Regions from separate parts of the Rattus norvegicus genome. Here region 1 is linked to region 2. Evidence: chromatin contacts called from public Hi-C data. All regions are on one chromosome and are shown on one strand. Each heading gives the region's core, a stretch centred on a gene start, on an enhancer-like site or on the middle of the called end of the contact. The rest is flanking DNA. Distances are from core to core; before and after follow the strand shown. Region 1 overlaps Unc80 (unc-80 homolog, NALCN channel complex subunit). Region 2 holds the start of Unc80 (unc-80 homolog, NALCN channel complex subunit).

What was found. A called contact is a pair of places that touch in the nucleus more often than the background predicts.
Region 1: a Hi-C map of Schwann cells shows a contact between it and region 2, with 6 times the contacts expected there. The contact joins the enhancer-like site here to the promoter of Unc80 in region 2. A contact is called at or near these places in 2 of 12 Hi-C or Micro-C datasets (Schwann cells and frontal cortex).

The regions. Positions count from the first base shown.
Region 1 is chr9:75,603,988-75,607,526 of GRCr8, forward strand. Unc80 (unc-80 homolog, NALCN channel complex subunit) reads left to right here. Exons shown (of 64, transcript XM_063268141.1): 48 at 152-244; 49 at 872-907; 50 at 1,245-1,463. Among named protein-coding and RNA genes, the nearest start is that of Rpe, 35 kb to the right of the region's middle. Within about 2 kb of position 2,189, at least 2 of the 93 cell types and tissues checked have an H3K27ac peak or open chromatin away from gene starts, as enhancers often do. A contact at or near this core is called in Schwann cells, where this site is marked.
Region 2 is chr9:75,459,644-75,463,314 of GRCr8, forward strand. Unc80 (unc-80 homolog, NALCN channel complex subunit) reads left to right here and starts at 1,975. Exons shown (of 64, transcript XM_063268141.1): 1 at 1,975-2,108; 2 at 3,046-3,094. The coding sequence starts at 2,017.

The DNA of each region.
Region 1 (3,539 bases), core at 939-3,438, 140 kb after region 2:
CCATGTCTTTTAATGGCCTCTCAGGACTGAAGTACCTAAAGCTGGACCTCCTATCCTTTTAAGATTCTCAAACATTCTTAGGTGGACTTCCCAGCTTGAGAATTTTGTAACTGTCTCCTCCTTTGTTGCTTTGTTCTGGAAACCACTGCAGGCCCATGACAGCACCACAGATGAGTAGGAGTGATCAAGGGCACAAGGGAACCACCACAGCCAACCACACCATGTCGTCTGGAGTTAACACCAGGTAACTCACTGTGCCCTCTGCTTCTGTGGCCTCTCTGATGCACTTCAGTGGCTGGGGATAAGAGGAATCCTCAAAACAAAACAAAATAAAACAATCACAGCCTTAAGTGTAAAAATCTACAAAGGAAACCTTCCAAGATAAAAGAGGGTGAGAGTTTAGAGGTACAAGAAAATACCAGAACTACTTAGAAAATCATCACAAACTCACACAGCCTTCATGAGGTAATGGTTGTGCTGGGTCTATTGGACTCCAAGATGGCCAGAGGCTTCACCAGGCCTTTGGAGTAGAGAGACCCTCTTCCCCCCATCATGTTTAAAAGAAAGGCCCAGATTTCAAAGTTGGCTTTTTTTTTCCAATTCCCTCCTTTGGCTATACTCCATGAGTTTATATAAATCCTTACACTTCTTTATGCTCCTCATAGGACAATGAAACAAGTTTTATAGGAGCTATAATTGCTGTATTAGCGGTGACCCAATGAAAGAAGATAGTACTTGTGAGGGTTAGTATGTGTGTGTACATGTATCAAAGGGTGTCCCTAAAGAAGATGATATGAAAACTCTAGGAAACTCTGGCAATGAGTCCCCTTCTTCCCCTGAAGCTTATGCCAGTTGCTGTTCTGATTCACAGGTACCCAGAGCAAGGAGCCAAGCTGCACTTTATCAGGTACAAAAGGACTAGCTCCCTCTTCACACCCCTTCTGACACTGAGATGATTTCTTTAGACCTGGGTACCGATTCCATTCAACTCCTACATCGGATGCATGACACTACTGTTTCCATGTAAATCCTCAGGAAACTGCTCTGGGAAAGTCACCGCAGTGTGTCTGAAATGATAAATTTTCTTCATCCCCCAAAGGAGCTTCTGCGGAGCTCTGCCTACCAATTCCTTAACTCAGTGGGAAGCATATTTCTCTGTCATGTGACACCCTGCACACCCTTCATTCATAGTGACCAAGTGCCCATGTTTTCTGAGTCCTGGTTAACTATTCATAATTCCATAGGGAAAACCTCCATTTACTAGAGGAAGGGCAAGGCCTTCCCAGAGAAGAATTAGATGAACGAATTAGTCGAGAAGAATTCAGAAGACCCCGGGAATCTCTGCTGAACATTTGCACAGAGTTCTATAAGCATTGTGGGCCAAGGCTGAAGATCCTTCAAAACCTTGCTGGGGAACCACGGGTCACTGCCCTGGAGCTGTTGGATGTGAAGTCCCACATGAGGTACCCATACACATGTTCCACCTCTGCCTGGGAGTGTGATGCTCAGAGCCTAAGCCTGTGCCTGTGCCTGTGTGCTGGACTGAGGTGTGTGTGGGGGGGGGGGTGTGGGTGGCTGGGGTTTTGGGGAGGGAGTGGGAAGGCTTCGTCCAAGAAAAGGAATGAGATATTTAGAATAATTTTTTTCCTGTGACTTGGGTACATACCATTTAGATCCTTCTGGTAAACATTTTATCTATTAAAGGGATCTCAGAAATTGGCAATGATTTTAAAATGGGAATTCAGTTTATAATTTACTGTTCGATAGATTTTAAAATGTGATCCCAGAGTACCCACTAGCTTATTTCTAGCAGTTTTTAAAGGATCATAAGAATTCCTTCAAAGTAAAAGTTCATGGTTAACAAAAGACTGACTTTGAATGTTTAATCCATCTACAACACTAAATGTATAGTTCTCCCCAAGCCCTCCAGGCACCACATTGTAATTTGCCAGAACATACCAATTTCCTGAACAGTAACTGCTTTGTTTTTTTGTTTTTTTTTTCTTAAATTGATCTTCTGAAAGGAATTTAGTAAGTGTTGGGTGAAGTTACAGAGGAGGGCAGAAGCATGACCTCAACATAAGCTCTTTCCCTGTCAACCTCTTGCCTTTCCTGAGGTGTGGGTACACACCCATCCATGCTGGAGAGCTCCAGCCCTCCCTACTGTGCAGTGGTGGGGAAGAGGTTATTTCACACTGATGACTGCAGCTCCTACACAGAAGACTGCAGTGGTTCAAGGACCTGTTGTTGCCTTGGCAACTGAGGACTCTATCTCTAATTCACCTGAGTAATTCTGTGAATAGACAAACATTGCATTCAGAAACAGGCATTTTGTGGCTGTCTGTCTGTCTGTCTGTCTGTGTCTATCTCTGCATGTGTCTGTGTGTCTATATATGTGTGTCTATGTGTCTGTTTCTGCATGTGTGTCTATATGTGTATGTGTCTGTGTATGTCTGTACATGTGTATATGTGTCTGTCTCTCCATGTGTCTGTGTTCATCTGAGTGTGTGTGTGTGTGTTTAGGTGTCTCTATATGTGTGTGTCCTGTGTGTCTGTATGTGAGTGTTTGTGTCTGTCTCTATGTGTGTGTCTTTGTATGTATGTCGGTGTGTGTCTGTATCAGTATGCATGTGCATATGTGTCTGCGTAGTATTCATGTCTATGTGTGTCTACATGTGTTTTGTTTCTCTGTATGTATCAGTGTTTGTGTATGTCTGTATCTGTGTGTGTGTATGTGTGTCTGTGTGTGTATCCATGTGTATTTTTATGTATGATTGTCTAATTCTGTGTGTACGTCTGTATATATCTATGTATCAGTGTCTGTGTGTGAGTGTATTTGTGTGCATGTCTATATGTGTCTAGGGATTGTAGGACTGTTCTATAAGTCTTTGGATATGTAAGGGAAGGAAAACTAAGATTAGAGAGGCCTTGAGCGCCCTCTAGAGGCTAACACTAAAGTTAAACAAGCCCTAAGTTACTACTTGGGACTTAGTGTAGATTTAAGGTACAATAGACATTAACACTAATGAAAGTTAACTACATTATATTAGATATTAGGGCTTTAAAATAAATCCCTAATTTTCAAAGTTATCATAGTCCATTCCAAAAGACAAAAAGAAAATAAAACTGTTGCAAGTACTAAAATCACTTGTATAATAACTGTTTATTATTTCCAGGCAACATTTAAACTACATGATACAAAGAGATAGAATACACTAAGTAGAAATTGGAAAAAGGTAGTGCCACCTGTAAATATTTTTGTTTGTGATGAGATTGACACAAAAATTAATATGAAATCATATTAGATTTATTTGTGAACCATAAATTTGATATTGACCTTCTGGAGTCTTTTTTTTTTAAAGATTTATTTATTCATTATATATAAGTACACTGTAGCTGTCTTCAGACACACCAGAAGAGGACATCAGATCTCATTACAGATGGTTGTGAGCCACCATGTGATTGCTGGGATTTGAACTCAGGACCTCTGGAAGAGCAGTCAGTGCTTTTAACCGCTGAGTCATCTCTCCAGCCTGACT
Region 2 (3,671 bases), core at 725-3,224:
CAGTGGTGGAAACTTGACAATTTGGTTGGTATTTTCTGATGGCAGCATAGTCAATAGACTATTGATATTCTGTCATCATTAGAGATCTTGGGACGGCTTTTCATTTTTATAAGGTACAGAGCTAGCACATAGTGGGTTACAGCCAATACCATCTAGTTCAAACCTTAAGTGTTTTGCCACTGCTGGTCCCCCATACCCACCCCGTGCCCACTTGCCCATCATATCCTATTATGTCTGTTTTGTAATCTTGTGTCAGGACACTGACCTGGGCTCTCAAAGAACACTTTTCTAGTTCCCCTCTTTACCCTTTTCACATCAACTACACACAAAGGACGTTGTCATTTCACTGGCAGGAAGTTTCCTTTCCAACAACCAATACCTGCCTGGATTTTCTTCCTGTTGTCTGCTCATAACTGAACCTGTTTGCTCATGTTTGGTAGAAACTCTTCTCTACATATGGCTGTCATCCCTTAAACACTGGGAGCCTTTTGTGAACAGGAATCAACATAAATATAGTTCCTGGTAAAATATACATTATAAATATTCATCAAATACATTTTATCTGGTCTCTATCTTAGTATGTTTTAAGATCTATATTTGCTGGGTGTGCATTTTTATAATCCTGGCACTGAAAGACTGAGATGGGAGTCAGGGGGTAGCTGAGTGTTTGAGGGAAGGTTGGGCTCCCTAGCAAGACACTATGCAAAGTAAAATACTTATCTGTAAATCCTGATTAAAAGAGATCTCCAGTAAGAAAACAAAAAGTTTATTTCTGGGTCTTTAAGATCACTATGTATCATAAATTTTTCTTCATATGGGTTATGGATGTTGTTAACAGAGAATGTCATGTCCTAACTCTTAAGATCTTAAGACCTAAGATCTGACTGGTCCTTTCAAGTCGTACACTCATCTCTGTTCAAATAACATTGGCTATGTTGTGTTGTTGTTGTTTTATGTTGTTTGTTTTGTTTTGATTGTTTGCAAGTAGATAAATCTATAACATTGGTTTTGTAGTCGGGCTTGTCATCCAACCTCACCTCACCTCCACTTGCCTCAGTGTTAGATAATACTTGTTAAAGGAACACAGCTATAAATTGTGTGGACCTTTGATACACGGAAGGAAAATGGCAGCTACCACCAGCGTGATCAAGATCACCAAAGTGCATTTAACAACCTGTAATAAACCAGGCTTCACGTGATTCAATTTCCATCTAGCTGAAACCCACATCTGGGTATTTTGTCCCACCCTGCTTTGGTAAATCAAGCCGGGTAGACTTCTTCGCAGCTATGAGTATAAAACAAATTCTCACATAGGAAAACTTGTGTTTCCTCCCACTTACCAAGCCTGCCTCCTGCCCTAATTTCATTTTCTAGCGATTTCCCCCCTGCCTTCTTCCTGCTAAACCCGAGATGGACTGCTGACCTCTTTGCAAGAGGTGCGAATGATGCCAGAGTTAGTGACTGCTCTGCGGCTCTCCAAAGCTCCTCCTCCCCAGAGGTCGACAGTCCTTCGGACGCAGAGGTTGGGAAGCAGGACAGGGGACATTGCTGGGGTGCACTCCGAGAGGAGCAAACAGAACCCTGGGTGCCGAAGAGGCCGCGTGGGGGACCGGCGTGCCCGTGCCATGCGGAGCGTGGACTCCCGCGGCCACCCCGCAGCTGCAGCCCCGGCCCCCGGCTCTGTTCCGCGGCTGGGCTGCCCGGCGCGGGCCGCTGTCCACAGTGGGAGGTGCTGAAAGCAGGGCGCGGGGGCGGCGGGCCGGCCGGCTGCTCCGAGCGCCCCCCTCCGCGCCGCGCCGCTCCTCCGGCCCTCCCCTCCTCCATCAGCCATGTTCCGCGCGCGGGGAGGGCTGGGGGAAGGGGCGAGAGCCGGGGGCCGGCGGCGAGGAGAGCCGCCTCTGCCTCAGGGAAGGAGGGGATGAGAGCTGGGGGGAGCAGCGCGACGAGGAGGCGGCGGCGGCGGCCGGCGAGGAACCCGTGCTGGGTTCTGCGGTAGGACTCCCCGGAGCCACCATCATGGTGAAGAGGAAGAGCTCCGAGGGCCAGGAGCAGGACGGCGGCCGCGGCATCCCTCTGCCTATCCAGACCTTCCTGTGGCGGCAAACCAGGTGAGGGGCGCCGGGCAGGGGGTGGCGCTCCGGGGGGTCGCCGGGTCGTCGCCACCGCAACCAACCCTGCCACTGAGGCCGCGCCGCAGCCTGCAGCTAGCAACGTCTCTGGGGTGGAAAGACAGCCCTCTGCACCCACTTAAAAGCACGCATGAAAAATATAGATAGATCTCACTGAAGTTTGACAACAAGCAGATTGGCAGTTTTCTAATAAATATATACATTATTGAGGGGGTAGGGGTGGGAGGGCAGATAGCCTGGGCAGAGGGGGCGGGGAGCTAGGAAGGTAATTGGGACTGGTTCCGCTTGCGCCTCCAATTCCCCCTCCATCTCCTGCTGTAATCCCTGCCTGGTGACCTGTTGTTTTCTAGCTCTAGCGTGTTTGGTATGTCTGCTATGCCCACTTGTTAACCATGTTTGCTTGGATTCAGCCAGCCCCGTCTTCAGGATTGAAGCCTCTGGGCAAAATGATTTTTGATAGATTTCTTTCACCTGGCCAGGCCTGACACCCCTGTCAATAAACAGCAAAGGACTTCCTTGTTATTTTAGAAATTGAGTACATTTAAAAAAATAAGATGCTGGGAATTATGATCCACATCCGAGCTCAATTTTTTTTCAATTTTAGAGATAACCGCATGCACGGGGAAATGCACCGCTTCTGACCATGGGTGATTTGGAATCCAATTAAGTAAAAGTCTTCAAAAAACGAGTGGCATGGGGAATTATGAAAATCCAAATCTTTCTCGTGTATGTAATTAATGTGTAAAGGCAAATCTTGTCAGCTATCCAACATCTGCTCATCAGCAAGCTGTACGGAAGCATGAATTCTGAGTTTCTTAGCACCATGCCCTATTCATTGAAAAAAATATATACCATAGAGATGCCTTAAAAATAGTTTTGCTCATGTTTATAACAAAAACCTTTACTAATTTTTCAGTGCATTTTTGAGGCCTAAACTGGGGAAGCAATATGAAGCCTCTTGTGTGGTACGTGATCCTCAACATTTAATGATTATTTCCATATTCTCTCTGTGTGATAATTTACCCCAAGGAAAGACTGAATCATATTAACTCCACAAGTAAATTCAATTGACAAATATCAGTGAGCATTTACCATGTACCAGACAGAGTTCTATACTGTTGGGGTAGGGAAAAGACATAAACAGAGCACAGAGTTTACATGCTACCACGAGGCAGAAAGATCACAGACGAATATGTACATAAAATACTTAAGATAGATGGTGAGAAACACCGTGGAGAAAAGTAACAAAGTTTACCATCAGGGCTGTGGGAGGGGAGTTATTTTATAGGCAGTGAGTGAATAAGGCTTAATTGTTAACCTGATGCTTGGACAAAGACACAAGGTATGAAGGAACATATCCCATCTAGAGAGGAGAGCCAAGAGAACCACAAAGGACCTTAGCAGCAAGTGAGAATAACTGTGATTCAAGTGTGAATAAGCCATCATAATGGAGTGATCGACAAGGCAGTAAGTGAGAAGGTGGAGAGAGAAGAACTAGGCCCAGGAGGGCATTTTAGGGAAGATTAAAAATCAAAATAGTTA